Linked DNA regions of Gossypium hirsutum: region 1 is linked to region 2. Evidence: chromatin contacts called from public Hi-C data. All regions are on one chromosome and are shown on one strand. Each heading gives the region's core, a stretch centred on a gene start, on an enhancer-like site or on the middle of the called end of the contact. The rest is flanking DNA. Distances are from core to core; before and after follow the strand shown.

Region 1 (4,673 bases), core at 465-2,964, 170 kb after region 2:
CAATCATATAGGTCACCAAACTGGTTTTGGAACCCATGGTTTTTTCCCTTTGAGAATTGCATAGTTCGGCCAACATTAATGGTGCTAATGTCACTGAAATGACTGCATATGGCTTGGACCATCTCTCCTCATCGACAATTGGAACGGTCAATCTCCTTGGCAAGTATAAAGGTAACTCCAAAAGATCCAGAAACTTACCGAAGTAGTAAAAACTTGGTGAATCAAAGTTGAAAAACTTTGTGGTTTCGTCTTGGTTTTCATGAGCTCCTTTATCCACCATGAAAGATTTTTCATCACTTGCATAACCAAGTAACGGTATACCAACCTCTCCAATATTATCATTGCTGTTTGAAACAGAAGAAACTGGTACGGATTCCATGTTCCTTTCCTTCTTTTTGTTGAAGAAATGTGATGCAGAAACAGCACAAACATACAGGAAGTAGATGGAGAGGAAAGAAATAGCTCCCCACAAAGTGATTTCACCAATAAAAATGATGAACACGAGGGTAGAAAGTGCTAAAAGGAAGAAGAGGATGTCTCTAATGAAGCTCGGCTCATCGATCGGAATCCGATGATGGCTAATTGTTATGCTAATAACCCCAACAACAGCACTAGACACAAAGAAGGCACCACCCAAGACACTATTTAGGCCAACACCTGCATTTCCAGATCTCGTGAAGGAAACAATACTGGCAAAAACATCAGAAGCACCGTTGCCAAGTGAAAGGAGGGTGACTCCAGCAATGGCAGGGGAAAGCCTCAGGATTTTAGACAAACTCTCCAAGGAAGTGCAAAAGTACTTTGCAGCAGTATCACCCAATAAGTAGAACAAAACAAAAAGCCAAATAAAGAGTACAAGATGGCCAAGGATCGGAAATCTGCCACAAGTGCAATAAAAAATCTGGAGATAGTTTATGTATCCCTTAGGCCTGCACCCGATTTCAGACCTAACATACAAGCACTTATGCTTATAATCAGTGAAGTCATGGAGACTGGCGCAGCTATCATTGTTGCTTCCATGGGGGATCAAAGAGTGGCTATTAATGATGGGAATTTGCTCATTATTCGATTGACCAAGAAAATCATAAGTTATGATAAAGAAGAAGAGGAGGAAAACAAAGGATACATTAAGTAAAAGAGGGAGCTTCTTAACCAGAAACAATGAAGTTGCCATTCACAGGTGATAGAACAAGAAGCTTTGCAAGAAATGATGTTAAGGGTGTGGATGTTGAGATGTGGAGTTCATGGTTACTGAAGGTTCATTCTTGGTGGGTAAGTGATGGGTTTTCTTTCAAGCTGTGTTATATGGAGAGGTGGGGGATATTATCCAAGAAGCAAGTTTTGTTCAAAGTAATAAGACTAACAGTGAATAATGAATACAACTGTTGCATTTACTCAACAAATAGCATATTAAAATGTACCAGTCAAGGCTTAAATCATATCATTTTCCAGCAGCAAAGCAAAATCCAAAACACACATAAATCTGGATTTTAGCTTGGGCTTTTTACATAAGTGTTTTAAACCGTCCAAATCTACACCATTCAAGTAATGTTTGAAAGATGAGAAAGTGGGAGAAGATATGTCTATTTTTTCTGTTCATTGTTTCAGGTCCATCAAGAGAACATGTAAATAAAACTAGTGAAGTCTCGGTGGATTTCTGTATGTTTGTTTTAATATATATTCTGGAAAGGCAAACCTTTAATGGCTTGCTTATTGATTACGAAGTTGGAACCATTTTATGGCTTGTACCTCTAATGTAATATGTACGATGGCAAGGAAATTTCCTAATGCCAAAGCTTCAAAAGGAAGTAAAAAAAGTGAATAAACCAATTAAATATCTTAAAATTACAACATTTGAATCCATGAAAACTTAATACAAAGACTTGGAAGTTTTGATTGCGTTGATTCATCCGAATTGGTATACCAACCCTTGCGTGTGCTACAAGTATTTGGTTTAACAAATATGGGATTTTCATGGGATTCATGAAATTTGTAAAAAGAGAACACATCTGCTGGAACGATATTAGCAATTAACATGGGCTAATGGAACAGAAGCTTGGGTAGTACTTGAAATTTTATTCCCGGGTCTCTTTCACAAGTGAGCTTCATAGATTTTCATTTTCTTTTCCCACTTTCTTTTTTCTATTCTATTTAACATGTAAAAATAAAATATTGTATATATGATCTATAATTTATAATACATCAGGGTGAGCAACTGAATCCCTAATTACCTTTTAAAGTTAACACTTTTATTATCTTGATATACCTTTAAACCTCGAACACATATCATCATAATGAATCATCGAAACCAGCCTCCCTACTCATCATTGTGGGGGTGAAGTCAAAAAAATTGTGGGACCAGAATTAAATTGTATATTTTTAAGATAGTAAAAATGTAATTTTACTATTTTAATAGTCTATATTTTTATAATTTTAAAAGGATTAAATCATTTTTTATCATTTTGGGGGACAAAGTGTAATTTTACCATTACTAATTTAAAATTTTATAAACTATAAAGGGCCTAAATATAAAATTTTTCATTTTAGGGCTAGTAAGGGTCTGATTCACCACTACATCATTGGGTCCCCCTCACCCAAACATTTTCCCAAGTCATACCACTTGCTCTTTCCACCTAACCCTCCCCATGTTCTTAGTTAAGAACTTGGACCGCTCGTTCCTCCTCGAAGGTGGACAAGATGACAAGTCCACCCGCCTAACAAACTACCTCATTAGACACTTGCTTTTTAGGTATGAATGCTTCTAAGTGTGAACACACATCTAACAACAAATGGGCCCTGTTAGAGAACAATAACAACCTCGTGCTGTCTAGAACCACTATGTTCGCACGTACACTATGTCAGTACATCCGATGTAACATCCTGCCAATTACACTACAAGATAAAAGGATTTCTCTTATAAATACTTTCCCAACGATGAAGAAATGATCGACCTTTTAAGCCTTGAATATACTTCGAGCAATCACTCTCTTCCAACAACCAATTTGTCATTTTGTCCATTTTTTACTTTTCGACTCTTTAGTCGGTTTCCTTAACACCACCACATACTACTCTTTACATCTTTTCTTGTTGTACATTGTATCAACGTATCTAAAAATGTAAATTCATTATTTTGATTAAAACTATTAAAAATAAATTTCCCATATTTAATATTGATTTACATTAAAATTGATAATAAGTTTTAAATATTAATTTCACTAATTTATTTTAATTTAAAGTTAATTAAACCTTTTTATTTAAGTTTGTGACTTTTATTTTTTTTAAATCAAATGAACAAAACATATAAAAGTAAATTTCATTATCTTAATTAAAACATATTAGGTTAACTTACAATTAAATCATTAAATTTCAAACTTTTAAATTGAAATTTTTAAATGAAATTTGTCTCCAGAAAGTTTTGAATATTTACCAATTTATGGATGAAATTATAGTAAATGGATGCATAATAGAAGATTTATATAATTTTAAATTTTTACATAAGCCATGGATATAAATAAATTTTTTTTCTCTATAACAATATTTCACTATAACAACCAAGTTTATTGTTGTAGAATTGATTTTTTATATTTTATTTTTATCCTCTATAATAACTTTTCATCTCTAACAACAACAACCATAAACTATAAAATACACCTTTTATTAAATTAATTCTTTATAACAACCACTTGTTTCAAATTTTAGTGAAGTTAATTTTATTCCCGAGTGCAATAAAAATAATAAAGTTTAATTAAGATATTATTTCAATAATTTTTTAACTTTTACATATAAAATATATTAATCACATTTAATTAAATGAAAACAATCCTTAATAAATGAAATTACATTTGTAGTTTTTTTTAAATATTATCTAAATTTCACTAATCAATATTATTAATGTATTATAATTTTTATTTTAAAATTAAAAAAACCAAATAATATTAAATATTGTTATAGAAAAGTTAAATGTTTTTATAAATGTATAATAGTCACTTCTCTATAACATTTAAATTTTGACAAACAAACGAAAATATTATAGAAAGGGTTAATTGTATAATCATCTTTTATTAACAACTATCATTATCTAAATTTTGACAAACAAACGAAAATATTATAGAAAGGGTTAATTGTATAATCATCTTTTGTTAACAACTATCATTAAACATATAAGGTTTAAGTTATAATAACTTAGTAGATAATTCACCACTAAGTTTGAAATTTTATTTTTTATTTAAAATTAAATTAATAAATATTTTAAAAAACAGAGATCACATAATATCAATCTAAATTAAAATTAATAATAAATTTTAATTTATTAGTTTCGTTATCTTATTTGAATAAGTAAACTCTTTTTTATTTAAGTATATGATTTTTATTAATTTATTTGAATTTAAATGAATTAAATATATAAAAATAAAATCCATTATTCTAATTAAAATATATTAAGTTAACATACAATTAACTGATTAAAATTTAAATAGGGATAACACTACAGGGGTAAGCAGGGTTCTACCCCTAAAATGAAAATTTTCGTTTAATCCCTATAAAAATTTTGAAATCATAAATTAATGTAAAATTATACTTCAGACTTCTAAGAAGATAAAATTTAATTTTAGTCCCACAAAAAATTCTGAAATAATAAGTTAATACAATGATAAAATTATATTTTAGCCCCTTAA
Region 2 (4,726 bases), core at 1,078-3,577:
CAATGTTGACTTTTTAGTGTTTAATTCTTTTAGAGTTGATTTTATGAAAGTTAACATCAAAGCAACCATAAAACCCAAATTAAATCACATTCATCGGACTATATTAGACAAATTAAATGTAAAATTAAACAAATTCATTCTATTATCAAAATCATGACAAATTCAAACTTACTAATATAGCAATTAACTTTCAACAAATCAACCCTAAAACCTGAATTAACCACTAAAAAAGTTAACATTGCTATATTTGGTTATCAAAATATATAACTTTGGTCAAATATAAGTACCACATTGAACAAAAAAATAACATAGGTACTATATTAAAAAAATGTCAAACTCGAGTACCAAATTATATATTAAACATATAATTTTCAATAAATTTATCAACTTTATTTATATATTCACAACATTAATAATTTTTTGGTTTTAAGAAAAATCATTAAGATTTTTATTTATATTGAAAATAAAAGGCAATGACTGACTGGATGTACATATAATTTTGGTCCTACTGATTGAAAAATATGTTAAGACTAAAAGGCAAACTTCCCTTTAATCCCTTATAACATCAAATCTCAAAAAGAGAGAGATTGTAAATGTTAGAATCCAAGTCTCAAATATGTTTAATATCACTTTGTAAGAGTCATTGCATGAATCAGGTACATGTGCAATTTGAGAATTCCCATATAAAAAAGGTTCAGATTTTCATTTGTTTATCCAGAATTATTGGAGTTTTCAACCAAGTAACAAGTTGACCTCACTTATTCCAACTAATTAGGGGTAGGGCCTTCGTCTATATTTGAAGCAAAATACTTGAACTACAAAAAGATTAACAAGTCCAAGTTAAGGAAACCCTTAAAACTGGAGTGTACCCACATCATAAAAGAAAAAAGATAATTTTAGGAGTTTTGGAACTAGGACCTTGAGCTTTCAGGATTTATATTTTAAGCAAATAAGTAAATGATCATTTTGTCGGCAGTGGGTTATCTGAAAACAATCACAGACCAAAAGGCAATAAACAAAAAACGATTCAAAATATGCCCAAAACACAGGGACCCACTTTTACAAAACCCCAAAAATCTTTTAATGTATTCGGATGCATGAACCGTGTGCGTGAACTATGGTACTTTTCAATGTAATGTCTCTTCACTTTGTTCAGGACCTCACACTATGGTAGAGATCTAGTGAATTATCTTTTAGATGAATTTGAAAGGCAAACTACGGAAGGGGGAGGACAAAATGGAGAAATAATCAAGGAGTATGGGGGAAAAACCTGTATAAAGCTTGAAAGCCGTTGGTAGTGTCCTTTGTTTGATAACCCACCAGATTTCTGACTTGTTCCTGCTGTAAAGCCCCGGATCTATTATTATGGGTTTCCCTCTCTTATTCCTGCAGTATTTTTATCATAAGATTCATATTGAAATCTAAAGTTTTATTTTTTTTTTAAAAAAGGGCAAAACAAGATTGAAACAACAATTTCTTACAGTTTCCAGCCCAGCTGACTGCTATGTTGAATGAAATTGAGATCTTTTGGCAAACCAGAAAAGGCATGAATCAGATCTGAAAAAACCCACCAACATAAATGAAGTCATAACTCCATTAATGCAATTATACAAACAGATGGAAAACAAAAAAAGAAAAAAAAAAGAAAAGAAACAAGGCCACTCACCATACCATCTTGAGTTACTAAAGGATAATCGGAAGCACTGAGGTTAATAAACCAATCCCATTTGCAGCATCTCAAAAGCATTGACATAGCATGAAGAGTAGTAGCAAGCATAGTTGGACCTCTATAAGTAACCAAGTTGGGTTTCCCAACAATATAAACATTACCAACCAAGCTAAAGACTGGGTGATTGGATACAAACTCTGCAATTTGCTTGTGCTCCGAGGCAGGCGCCTCGTAATCCAGATGGATCAGATACTGATTTCCAGGGTGATACAGAGCATGTAGGGTACGTTTTAGCTTGATTATATCCCCTTTGGATGCTGAGATTAAGTAGGCAAACGTAACTGGGTATGTCCTGTTGGATGGGTGTACAATGTTTAAGGTTGCCATAGGATTGAACCTTGTAATGGGGATGCTTAGTTTAGTGGGGAGGTACAAAACAGACAACAGAATAGTGGTAAACATGAAGGAAACCATGAAAACTTTGATCCCCATCTTAGTTTAGAAACTAAAAAGTGAGAGACAGTTGGGAAGAACAAAAAAGAACTGGGTAGTTTTAAATGGTTTATATTAATGTTAGGGATGGCATATGTGAAAGATTGGGGAGAACCATGTAAAAAGGTTAAGTGGAAGTGTGTATTAAATTATTGCAGGGGTTGCTTACTTTGAAGTGAAGGCCTCCACCTGTCCCTGCAATCAAAACTATTAATTAGGTAATGTAATTACTACTTTGCCTATGGTTTCACGTGGGCAGAATTACGTTTGAATAGGATATTTGTGGAATTTGGGGGGAAATCCCCATGATAAGTAGTCAACATCCTTACTCCTTACGAAATACAAAAAAACAACCAAACCTTAAAAAGCATTCTAAATATTCTTGAGGAAGCTTTATCTTCTTTACTTTCATATTTCTTTAATCTCCACTTTAGTTTAACACTTAGTATGTTTGAGTACCATAATAGAATAGTCTTGTAATTAGATAGAGTTATAATAGAATAAAGTTATAATAGAATAGAGCTATAATCAGTAATTTTATTGTTTAGTTGAATGGAATGAAATAGAGTTTTAATAGTATTCTTGTGTTTGGTTGAATAGAATAGATGTTGTAATATATTAGAAAAAAGACTTAAATAACCAAAGTACCCTTAACAAAATTTTTTAGTTAGATGATTATTGTTATTAAATTTTAATAAAATTATTATTAAATACAATTTAATAACATTCTTAATATAATCATTATATGAATTAAAAAATCATAATATATAATATTATAAAAATAATATATAACCTACTTTATTATTTTTAAACTACAATACATATTTAATGTGCTAAAATATTATCAGTGAAACAAATAATTTAATTATTCTACAATAAAAAAATAAAATATTAGAAGTAATAAATAGCTTGAGAATTATATTTCACATCCAAACATAATATTCATATATTAACAAAAAGTTACATGATTTCATTAGCTTATATGTCATAATCCATATGCTAAATTTTACAACATAAAAAAGTTACAACATCGTAATGACACTCTATCATGTTATTATACCACCCAAATATTACAAACACAAAAAGTTACCAAAATATCATCAACACAACCATGATTTTTAATGGTCAGCAAGAAATCTTCTGATCCATTCCAATCGCACCGAAGAAGGTAAACTAAAAAAAATGAGCATTTACATTGGATGGTCTAGAATTTTGCTCAACGCACGATAGCACTCATCCTCAGTTAAACCTTCTACTTCACATGAGGTTGGATATAATTTTAGAGCACTTTCTTGAATGGTCATTTCTGACTTTTGCTGAATTAGAACTTCGGAGGCAATACTCCCACTTATTTCAAGGCCAACGGTCCGTATGTTTTCCGCCAATAAAGTTGCAGTATTAGTAAATGAAGTAGAAGAAATATGATCACTTGCATCAGAATTTTTTTTTCTTCTTTGAAAAATGTGGAATCACCTTGGTTTCTAGGTGGTTGCAGTTGTGTAGCTGAAAGATCCATGTCATCCAAAGAAACATCAACTTCGCATCCATGGAAATTGTTTCTTTTTTCATGAGTATTTGTAGTAGCTACATCATCAATATCTATTTCTTCAATAATATCAGTGGCTATTTGAGCATCTTTCCCAGTGGCTCGATCTTTTACGTAGATGGTAGTAAGTTGGTCATAATAAGGGAAATTACGATGTTTGAATTGACCGGCTTCTTTATAACTCTATAAAAAATGAGGAATCCATATTAGATATAGGTTTGGTCAAAACAAGATAATAAATACTTGAAATAATTCTTACATTTATATATGAGTTCCACACAGCATCTTCAGTAACAACAAGTTGCCTATGCTCGTCCCAACCAAAGCCGCTATTGTTTTTTCCACTAAACATGTCATAAACGATTGTCCAATCCCTTTTCAATGTCTTAATCCTCGATTCAAGATTAGGTTTAGCCTTCAACATAGCATGGGGTAAAACTTTTTCTAACATTTTTTCCAGCTCATTTAAATAATCGGCTTTGAATCCCGTATCTACACTAAAGGTTCTAACATTGTGCAAGTCGACCATACAAGCACCCAACGCAACATCTTCTTTTGGAATCCATTTCCTTTTGGTTCCTCGAGAATTTTGGGAAGAAACACTTGATTGTGAAAAACCTAACATAACTATTTTAAGAAAAAATCCAAATTAAAATTAAGTTCAATATTATGAATCAAAAGGTTGACACTTTATAAAATTATAACACATGATGAATCAAAAGAAGATAAATTATAATTCAACAAGTCCTAGTACAGTACAAAAAACAATTCAAAAACTACCAAAGTTTCATAAACTAGATACATGAAATAACATAAACAAATTAACATTTACTATTTTTACCCTAAACCTAACTAATTTCTAGATGCTTGCCATTCATCGAACATTTGATTGGCTAGTTCCATCCTCCAAGTAGCCCATGCATCCGATGGATGAATATTTATGATATTCGGTTCATCGTCATCTATTACATTACTAGGTAATCTTTCTCCCAACTCTGCTTCAATAGGATAAATACTCA

The links. Hi-C and Micro-C count contacts between places; a contact is called where the count stands out from the background.
Region 1: a contact with region 2 is called in a Hi-C map of leaf, with 2.2 times the contacts expected there. The contact joins the promoter of LOC107913611 here to the promoter of LOC107913616 in region 2. A contact is called at or near these places in 7 of 34 Hi-C or Micro-C datasets (callus, hypocotyl, leaf and 1 more).

The regions. Positions count from the first base shown.
Region 1 is chrD11:51,054,529-51,059,201 of Gossypium_hirsutum_v2.1, forward strand. LOC107913611 (cation/calcium exchanger 1) reads right to left here and starts at 1,715. Exons shown (of 1, transcript XM_016842262.2): 1 at 1-1,715. The coding sequence starts at 1,174.
Region 2 is chrD11:50,887,461-50,892,186 of Gossypium_hirsutum_v2.1, forward strand. LOC107913616 (beta-glucuronosyltransferase GlcAT14B) reads right to left here and starts at 2,328. Exons shown (of 4, transcript XM_016842265.2): 1 at 1,672-2,328; 2 at 1,482-1,557; 3 at 1,271-1,386. The coding sequence starts at 2,161.